Regions from separate parts of the Mus musculus genome. Here regions 1 and 3 are each linked to region 2. A link is a contact called in public HiChIP or PLAC-seq and capture Hi-C data. All regions are on one chromosome and are shown on one strand. The core of a region is the stretch at or near the end of the contact, and the rest is flanking DNA. Distances in the headings are between cores, read along the strand shown.

Region 1 (3,165 bases), core at 271-2,770, 970 kb after region 2:
TGTCAGCTCTCCTGTTCATCATCCTCAGTTATCCCTCAGAATCTGGTTCATTCTTTATTCACTTCACCTCAAAAAAGGTGGGAGAGTTTTCATGAAGGGTTTTGTGTGTGTGTGTGTGTGTGTGTGTGTGTGTGTGTGTGTGTGTGTGTAGTCAACATGGAGAGAAGAAGCCTTGGCAATTTGGGTATACTTGTAGAACTCACACAAACCTTCCTATGTAAACAAGAAGCCAGTGTGGGAGGCACCCATGTGAGGTTATATTGATAGCTAAGACCTTCCTTTCCCCTTATTCTACCTCATCTAACCAGTAGAGAGATGATACACCATGGCACACATACTCAGATATGGTGCACACATGCCAGAGACCTTTCTATTGTCCAAGATGGAGAGGGGATCTCTGCTCCTCCAAACAAGGATCTGTGCTGACTAGACCCAATCTCTACAGCTCCCTGGCTTGGATTGATGCAGTTTTTATGCTTTACTTTTATTTTCAAATTTTACTTTTAAGCTTTTATCTTTGGTGTATTTGAGGGACTGGGTACATGTGTATCCCAGGCTGGCTTTGGACCCTCAATCTTGCTTCAGCCTCCTAAATACTGTCATTATAGGATTGTGCTGTAGCTGGGATTTTTTTTTTTTAAAGATTTATTTATTTATTATATGTAAGTACACTGTAGCTGTCCTCAGACACTCCAGAAGAGGGAGTCAGATCTCGTTATGGATGGTTGTGAGCCACCATGTGGTTGCTGGGATTTGAACTCCTGACCTTCGGAAGAGCAGTCGGGTGCTCTTACCCACTGAGCCATCTCACCAGCCCTTAGCTGGGATTTTTTAAAACCATGTAATATAACCCTTAATTAATTACATGGGCTAACCCTTTATTAGCACTTGTCTTACCTAGTTCATGTGGTTTTGTTTTTTCTCTCATTATCATAATTAGAACCCAGTGGGGTTTGTGTTGTTTGTTTGTTTGTTTGTTTTTGCTTTTTGGATATTTCTGCTTTGTCTTCACATTTTGTAACCTAACAAATGCTACTTGATTGCTCTAGCAGATAAACGCAATATTGATGGCTAGTAAAAGCTTTGCTCAGGTGGATTAATAACCCAGTTTAGTCTGAATCTAAAATGAAATCCCTTTATGTCCAGTGGGAAATGTTGATGACTTTGGCTCACCATGGTTTTGTTTGCTCAGTGAAGTCTGGAATGGAATATGCTAATGATATAACTACATCTCATATTACCTTTCGTTCTTAAAGAAAGTGACTGAGTATGACACCAGTCCACTACAGGTGCTGTTCCTGGAAGATGGCTTTGGTTGACTCACTGGTGACTCTTGGTTGGGAATTCTTGATGTCTGTGAGAGATGTGAGTCATGTGCCCACACCAAGTGACAAGATCTCTGTTTCCTCTGCAGGTGATCCAGGCTTGCCACTCTTGCCCGAAAGCCATTGAAGTTGTGGTCAATGCCTATGAACACATTCGATGGAACATAAAGTGGAGACGAGCCATTCCTGATGATGACTTGGAGGTAAATGATTCACTTTCTGTGGTCTTCACTAGGGAGTGCTGCCAGATGTCTGGATAAGCCCTCAGCATTCTTGTTTAACACATTGGTTTTGAGAGTGCTTTCAAAGTTTATTATTTTTTTCAAATGTAATGAAACAAAGGATTATAAAATGCAAGTTTGAGAATGTAAAACTTTATGCTTGTATATCTGTCAAATATGTGATATAGGAAGTCTTGGGAATTTCTCTGAGAGAAGTTTGAGTAAATATATAGAGGTGGCAGTTTTATTTTCCTCTAATTTAAATGAGTTAAGGGATACTATCCAGGACTGCTGACTCAGCAATTTTTCCAGCATGCCACAGTGTTTTATATCACTAGTGAGTTTACTTTCAACTATATCTAGGTGCTTATGACTAAGCAGAAAACACTATTTCAGAGTCTTCAGTGAGCCACACGCAAAACCCTTAGTAGAACCATGCCCTCACTTGTGAACTTAGAGACTTTGGTCCATCTGTGAACTAGCCCTTCCCACAGAGCATCCTGTTCTTGACTTCTGAAGGCTCCGCTGTGTCTAATATATGAGAGGTGCCAGGTACAAAGTTCCCTGGACTTAGAGGCCAATGGCTCATTTGTATAGTCTTATTCTGCTAATTGTTAGCTCTTTTACCTTTTTCACGTTGCTTGCCTGCTAGCCGCTGCCAGTGGGTATTGCCAGGAACATAAAGGACATGCTATAATATTGAGCTGAATTAGAATCGCCATTTTGGTTTGAGCTGGTTTGAGTTCAATCATGGCAGTTTATATCATGTCCTGGATTGTGAACGTGTACCCCTGCTTTTCTTTCCAGTCTTATCACATGCCACTTTCTGCCCTCCCATTTTCATTTGGTGCTCAGTTTTGTTCACGATCAGAGACTCTAGAAAGCTCTTCTTATGTGGAAAGGAGGGATAGGTGCATCCGTGTGAGTCTTTATCTGGGGAAGCTGAGGATCTGCCCTCAAATTAATCTGTCCCACCTTGCTTTCCAGAAACACTGGGATTTTTACCACTCTCTCTTCAAGGTGTGCTGCAACACCCCCAGAACCCTCATGCACCTGTCAAGATGTGCCATTCGAAAAGCGCTACACAACAGATGCCACAAAGCAATCCCTATGCTGTCCCTCCCACTGCCGTTGAAGAAGTACCTGCTTTTGGAGCCAGAGGGAATCATTTACTAAGTCTTAGGAGACAACAGTTGCCAATCCTAGATTTCTAAGGGGACTCACTGGGTAGACGCAGTTTGCATGGATAAAATGGTCCTTGGGTTGGTTATCACACTTTAGGGATTTTAAAACACTTTACAAACACCAAGCCATTAATCCTAGAGTAGTATGCTGAGGGAAAATAAGCGAGAAATGTTAAAGAATTTTCAGACACAATGGCTACATTTAGAAGGCAGATACTATTATAGTAGCTCATGTGACAACATACAGTGACAACTTTTATTAGGTGCCTGATGTAATTTGTAAAATGTTCACATATGATTTCATCTCAAAAGGGACCCACATTTTCTTATAACCAATCTCATTCACTACATTATCAGTAATACGTTTACATGATTGTTTCGTTTGCAATGTAGCAGGTTTTGTGAGTGACCGCTTAAGCTTGGTGTCTCCCACCA
Region 2 (2,958 bases), core at 255-2,754:
GGAACTAACGGTACACATCCCTCACACAGGAGTACGGGGAGATGCTCATACACGTGGACAACTACAGCCTACAGAGAGGATTTCTATATAAATCAAAGACCCAAAGATTACATTCCCCAGGGATTTGGGATTTGGAGGTTGGGAAGCTTTCAAACAAAGCATTACAATTTGCCAGGGGAGTGGGGGTGGGGTGGGGGGAAGCATCCGTGCTAACGATCTACCAGACACTGAGAGAACAACTACACACAATTCCAGCAGGGGTGGACTAAAGCCTCTACTTTCCTATGAATCCTCCAGCAACCAACCCCTCCCCCCATGCCCCTTCCTGCTGCAGTTATCTGGCCTAGAAGAAATAGGGGTTGAGAAGAGGCAGGAGGCAGGAGGCAGGGGATTGCGGATAACATTCCCTGCCCTTGCTTTCAAATCCTTCAAGCCACTCTCTTCAACAGACCTGGGTAAGGGACAGTGAGAAGCCTCAACTTCAATTACCATGGAGACTAGCACAGGAAAGTCCAGCCTCTAATGACCAAAATACCCCACCCACCCAAGCTCGAAGGACACAAGATGTCTCATTATCTGAGGTCAACCAAAAGAGCTATTGTGTTGTTTCAGGAATTCATCCAGGGACAGAAAAGAATTTGTCTCACAGAGTGGGTGGGAGGGCAGTGGGAGTCAGGAGAGGACCTTTTGACCTCCGACAAGGACTTCACTTGGTTATTACAGCAAGGATGGTTTACAACATCCAGATTCCAGAATCTTCCCAGTCTTTAAACAGGTTCTCCAAGGAAGTATGAGGGGGGAAATGCATTTCATTGTTTGCTTTCTATGTAGTTCTCTACAGAAATCCTAAGAAAGATTAAGAAGTGCTTCCAGCCCCTACTGATCTCCGGAAGCCCTAACTCTGACTCAGGCAGTCAAACAACAGTGCAAATTCATTTTGCTAGGAGTTCAGAACTTGATATGTGGCTCTGCACTCCCTGCCCCCTTTCCACCACAACCTCTCCTATTGCTGCACAGTAACTGGGGAGTTTGTTTTCAGATGGTATGCTGGAAATAAACACATGCCAGAAAAACCTGCTCTCCCTTACTTCACATCCTCTCCTCTCCTCTCCTCTCCTCGCAGCAAGATCCTCCATGAAGGAAGCATTTGCTTGCAAGCCATCATTGTTTCCTTTTCCACAGACTCAGCCTCTTTCCGGAGGCTGGCCTGGGCTCTCCACACCCACAGGAGTAGTCCTAGCCCTCCTTCCAAGGAGTTGTGGCTTTAGCCCCTACCCGGCAGGTTTAGTGGCAGAGGTCTCAGTATGCCTGGAGCCTAAACCCACAGGAAGATGAAACAACACAAACTTGGAACTTAGAGGACCTCATTTGAAACTGTTATCCTGAAAAGTGATGCAACGGTTAAAGAAGAGAGAAAAATTGGGCTCTTAAAAACCAGGCGGCCGTTATTATGTCGGACTAGGAAAGTAACCACAAAGTGTTCTTAATGTGACTCAGTGGTTATCATTTCAAACCAGACCAAGACCAGGAAGATGCGAGGATAATCATGAAATAGGAGGCACGCCGCGGTGGAGCACCAGTTAGTTCCAAATGTGTTCATTTATTCATTTGCAGTAATGGCCTCAGAAATCAGTGGAGTGGTCTCCAGGATGTAGAGGAGTAAAATACTTTTCCAACCTTTATAGTCACATGACTAATTCGGATTTCAAAAGGAACACTAACTTGCTAAGGGTACTATAAAAAGAGAAAGGGAGAGAGTGCAAATTCCACCCCGCTTTAAGCTTTAATCGTGGTCCATGGCAAGTCCCCCTAATGACTTCCAGCTGCTTCCATTTGGTTAGTTGCTTTGACAGACCTCTCCTACAAACTTGGAACATTTAACGAAAGGGGGAAGGAAAAAAAGGTTTCCTTTGCCTTCCTTCCACTGCATTCTAACCAAAAGCAGATTTTTGCTGGATTATATAAGAATGTGATGAGTTGGAAGGAGTGGGGGAGGGGAGGGCGGAGCCAAAAGCCTGCCTCTGCTTTTTGCAGTCTCCACAAACCATTCCACAGGAGGCCCAGAGGAAAAACTGCTCACCCGGGGAGCCCACACCCTTCTCCTGTAGAAGCCAAAGGTTACTTTTACTTGGATGTACTGTAATGTCTGAAGTGAAGAGACTACCCAAAATTAAGCTACAGCAGAATGGTTGCAAATAATAGTGTTAAAAGTTTTAAATATTTTAAAAGTTTTCTCGTATCCCTTCCTCTCCTCCATCACAATGCGAAAGTTATTTACTGTCAAATTCTTACAAACTGAATGGCCTAAAGTTAAATCATCTCTCTCTTTGCATAAAAGCAGAGAACAATAAAAATATGAAGAATAATATTACAAAAGATGGTTTTAATATTTTTATTAACACAGACCTCTCTTTTTCTGTGTTTCCTCGCAGGCTTCTGGGGCTTGAATGTAGGGTTTCATAGATGCCATTCATGCACGCTGAATAAGAGAGCCTATTATAAATCATGAGCTGGGGTTGAGGATTTAACTCAGTGTACAGCACTTGCCTAGCAAGCACAAGGCCTTGGGTTTGATCCTCAGATCTGGGGAAAAAAAAATCATGAGCTGAGATTTCATATCCTTCTTAGAATCTTAGTTTCCGTCTTAGAATCTTAGTTTTGTTCCGAGCATACGCCTTTTTTTTTTTTTTTCTTTCTTTTTTGGTTCTTTGGAAACAGGGTTTCTCTGTATAGCCCTGCGGTCCTGGAATTCACTTTGCAGACCAAAGCTGGCCTCGAACTCAGAAATCCGAGAGTGCTGGGATTAAAGGCATGCACCACCACACCAGGCCAGCATACTCTTTAAAAGCTGAAGTCATCACTTCTTAAGGGTTCTCTGAGATCACCATCCGTCCCCCGCCCTCCCCCCTCCACAACTTCTAGTAGTAATAGCACACATTAGGTTGGTTTTCCATGAAT
Region 3 (3,077 bases), core at 489-2,988, 650 kb after region 2:
AGATGGCAAAGATTTGCCACTGCTACATTTTAATAACATCATATATCTTCAAAAACACCTCCAGCTCCATTAGCTCCCTGCAGACAAAACAGGCCTCAGTCCAGTGCATAAACGATAGAAAAAAGTCTACACAGTGCAGAAACCGTTTCTCAGAGTTGTGTGTGAATTCCAGGCAGGCTGCCCTGGTGCCACGAGAGCCGATAATGTTGCTCTTATCTGATAGAAAATGTCTGGTTCTAGAGCACTCTTAAAACTCCCCTGCAAAGATAATATTTTTCACTTCCAAAATATTTTCCACGCCTGCACAGGCTAAGTGGAGTGCTGCAGGTGATGCTGACGAGGCTTCTGCCTGCCCCTTTCTGGTAGTCACACGTAGACATTTTGATTCAGTTACAGTTAGTCGTGTGCGTGTGCGTGTGCGTGTGTGTGTGTGTGTGTGTGTGTGTGTGTGTGTGCGCGCGCGCGTTCTTACTGAAAGCTATAAACAGAGCCCACACTCAGATTAGTTTAAACAACAGAGTAGATATTTTTGTTAGTAATGGATGGGAAAAAAATCATCCAGGCATATGAATTTGCTTTATTCTCTAAGAATATAATACCTCTGGAAAATAATTCCTTGTGGTTGTATATACATTTCCATGTTGTATATTAAAGAATATTCTTTTGTGGCTTTATTCTTGAGTGGCAGGTTATCATGGCTGTTTATTTGAGAGAGGTGTGTGGGGGGGTGTTATCTTTACAGCATCTTGCCTAGAGCCCCTCAGTAGATGCTTATAAAGTTCATCTTTAATTTTTTAGAGAAATGGCACAAGATCAGAACCTAGATATCCAAGATCTAATCCAGTTCTAGTGTTGGTTTTTTTTGTACAGTTAGGTTGATCATTTGCTCTGAGCCTCAGTTTCCCCACATCGCTGTACTCACTAAGGGATCAGGATTTCTGGTGAGCACAAAAGACCTCTGCCAGTATTTTTCACTGAGAAAGCTTGGTGTAGTTTCCTTGCCTGGCACACTCACACTTTGGGTATCTGCTAATGGCATCTGAGTGAGACGGACCACTAAGATTGTGGCATAAAACCAAGAAACCCAGATTCGGTACAGTCCTAACTCCGAAGTACTTTGGACAAAAAAAAAAGGGGGGGGGGTGAGATGGTGGGATGTGGTCTTCAGTAACTTTGTGGCAAACCAATTTAGGATTCAGCATAACCAAAAGAAACAGTGCCACCTGCATCACTTAGTGGCTGTGCTCAGCTGCAGAGCAGAAAATGTTCATGGGCTTGGCTGCAAAGTGTCTCCCTCCCCAGACCCTCCACTGGGCTGTTTGGACCTATAAAACCGGGAGAATTGGGAATTTCAAAAACATCCTTCCCATCAAAAACATCCAGAGAACAAATTGTGAACCTGTAAACTGTTTTCCCTAAATTCAAGGGTGTTTAGCCCTTAAAGAAATGAATGACCCCTAGAAGGAAAACAGTCGTGGTCGGGGAGGGAGTGGGGGCGGGGGAGTAAAGCAAACAAATGGCAAAGACCACTATTGTGTTGTAAAGAAAATGCTTTGGGGCTTGGAGTCTTTATACAGGTAGATCTTTTGGAAGGCAGAATTTTGAATCTGTACCTTTCCTGCGGTTAAAAAGGAACACAAACGGAAAACAAACCGGAGATTTCTGTGCCACTGCGTCCCACTCCTTCCTCTGCTGCAGAGCTGCTCTGCGGAATGTGAGAGCGACTCACAGAGCCACAGCGCCACCTTTCTGCACGATGTGGGAATGACTCTTCACACTGTGCGAGGCCTGTTGACTGGCTGGCTCAAGCCATTCTGTGGGCGAGCCTCAGGAAGGAAACAGCTCCTGGACGCTCAGATCGTAAAGGCAGAGCAGCAGAGGCCAAGAAATGAGTTTTCTTTTCTTTGGCCCCTTAGCAATTAAACTGGTAACTTAATCGGATATTAGGGACCGTGAGTCATAAACCCTATGTTTAATTAGTTTGCACCCACTGAGTCATTTTACATGCTAGACATTTGTAATTACAACCTGCTGCAATGCAGCAGGGTCCTGAGCATTTTTTTAATTGTGTCATAAGATATTCTTCTCGCTGCTGAGTCTTTAAAAATATAGAAACACTCTTAGTTGAGATGTTTTTCTTTTCAATTTTCAGTTGCAAATCAAACATGCAGTTACAGAAGCAGAGATTCAAAAATTGAAGACCAAGGTAAGCACCGCTCCGTGGTGTTTGAATTGTACTCTTTAAACTTCAGATACTCTGGGAGTAATGGATTTGCTCCCGTGCACTTGAGAGCATATTTCCATGAGATGGTCATTTCCAACATTAAGTACATCGATGGACCTGTCTTGAGACTGAGCATAACCGCACATAACCAGAGAAGGCCACAGGGCACTTGGTGTTTTAAGTAGATTTAAACTGTTTAGTCTCTCTGAAATTTCATTAAAAATAATATTTTTAATGGCTCAAGCATCTGTGTATTAATTTCTAAAATATAAGCTGGTATAGCAAATCTCCTTTCTGTCATTTACCTTATAATAATTTCAGCTAATTTACTGGAAGCAATGTATTGTTTTAATGTGGAACATTAATTTCTTTTTAGGAAAAACTTCCCATGTCTAAGAAGTAAAGTTATAAGCTCATTCTATGCATTGTGTAATTAATTTAGATTCAGCTGCTACTGGAAATCTTGAGATATACTCACTTCACATTATTTAAATTTGTTGAAGAGAAAAATATTAATAAAAGAAAATATTTTTAATCTCTATGAAATAGTGAGACATCAAAGGAAACTGTAAAATTCTTGTACAAGATACAGTTCTAGCTATTGTTGTTCATTTCTATCAAATGTATGTTTTCAGAGACTTAAAAATATCTTCAGTTGCTTTCAAACGATGCTGTATTGTTTCCATAGTCTTTTTAAAATTACAAAATAATTATTGCCTACGTCGAGTGATCTGTTTTCTGATTCACAGTGAATACATGCTTTGGGTTTTCCATGTGTTTTAAATGGAGATGAGTTAGCTGGTTAAATGGAGATGAGTTAGCTGGTTAAATGGAGATGAGTTAGCTGGTTAAG

Evidence for each region. HiChIP or PLAC-seq counts read pairs in DNA pulled down with a chosen protein or histone mark. Capture Hi-C pulls out chosen DNA fragments and counts their contacts.
Region 1: an H3K27ac HiChIP or PLAC-seq map of the NIH/3T3 cell line shows a contact between it and region 2, with 5 times the contacts expected there. The contact joins two enhancer-like sites. A contact is called at or near these places in 1 of 484 Hi-C or Micro-C datasets (bone marrow-derived macrophages) and 1 of 115 datasets of contacts at active chromatin or transcription factors (the NIH/3T3 cell line).
Region 3: a contact with region 2 is called in a capture Hi-C map of embryonic tail, with 4 times the contacts expected there. The contact joins two enhancer-like sites. A contact is called at or near these places in 1 of 115 datasets of contacts at active chromatin or transcription factors (the NIH/3T3 cell line) and 1 of 9 other capture datasets (embryonic tail).

The regions. Positions count from the first base shown.
Region 1 is chr6:5,428,326-5,431,490 of GRCm38.p6, forward strand. Asb4 (ankyrin repeat and SOCS box-containing 4) reads left to right here. Exons shown (of 5, transcript NM_001355662.1): 4 at 1,415-1,528; 5 at 2,534-3,165. The coding sequence ends at 2,722. Among named protein-coding and RNA genes, the nearest start is that of Asb4, 39 kb to the left of the region's middle. Within about 2 kb of position 1,521, at least 16 of the 459 cell types and tissues checked have an H3K27ac peak or open chromatin away from gene starts, as enhancers often do. A contact at or near this core is called in the NIH/3T3 cell line, where this site is marked.
Region 2 is chr6:4,455,862-4,458,819 of GRCm38.p6, forward strand. All of the region lies in intron 1 of Gm46948 (a long non-coding RNA gene), which reads right to left. Among named protein-coding and RNA genes, the nearest start is that of Gm46948, 7.9 kb to the right of the region's middle. Within about 2 kb of position 1,505, at least 113 of the 459 cell types and tissues checked have an H3K27ac peak or open chromatin away from gene starts, as enhancers often do. A contact at or near this core is called in the NIH/3T3 cell line and embryonic tail, where this site is marked.
Region 3 is chr6:5,108,848-5,111,924 of GRCm38.p6, forward strand. Ppp1r9a (protein phosphatase 1, regulatory subunit 9A) reads left to right here. Exons shown (of 16, transcript NM_001363809.1): 8 at 2,153-2,206. Among named protein-coding and RNA genes, the nearest start is that of Gm46949, 44 kb to the right of the region's middle. Within about 2 kb of position 1,739, at least 212 of the 459 cell types and tissues checked have an H3K27ac peak or open chromatin away from gene starts, as enhancers often do. A contact at or near this core is called in embryonic tail, where this site is marked.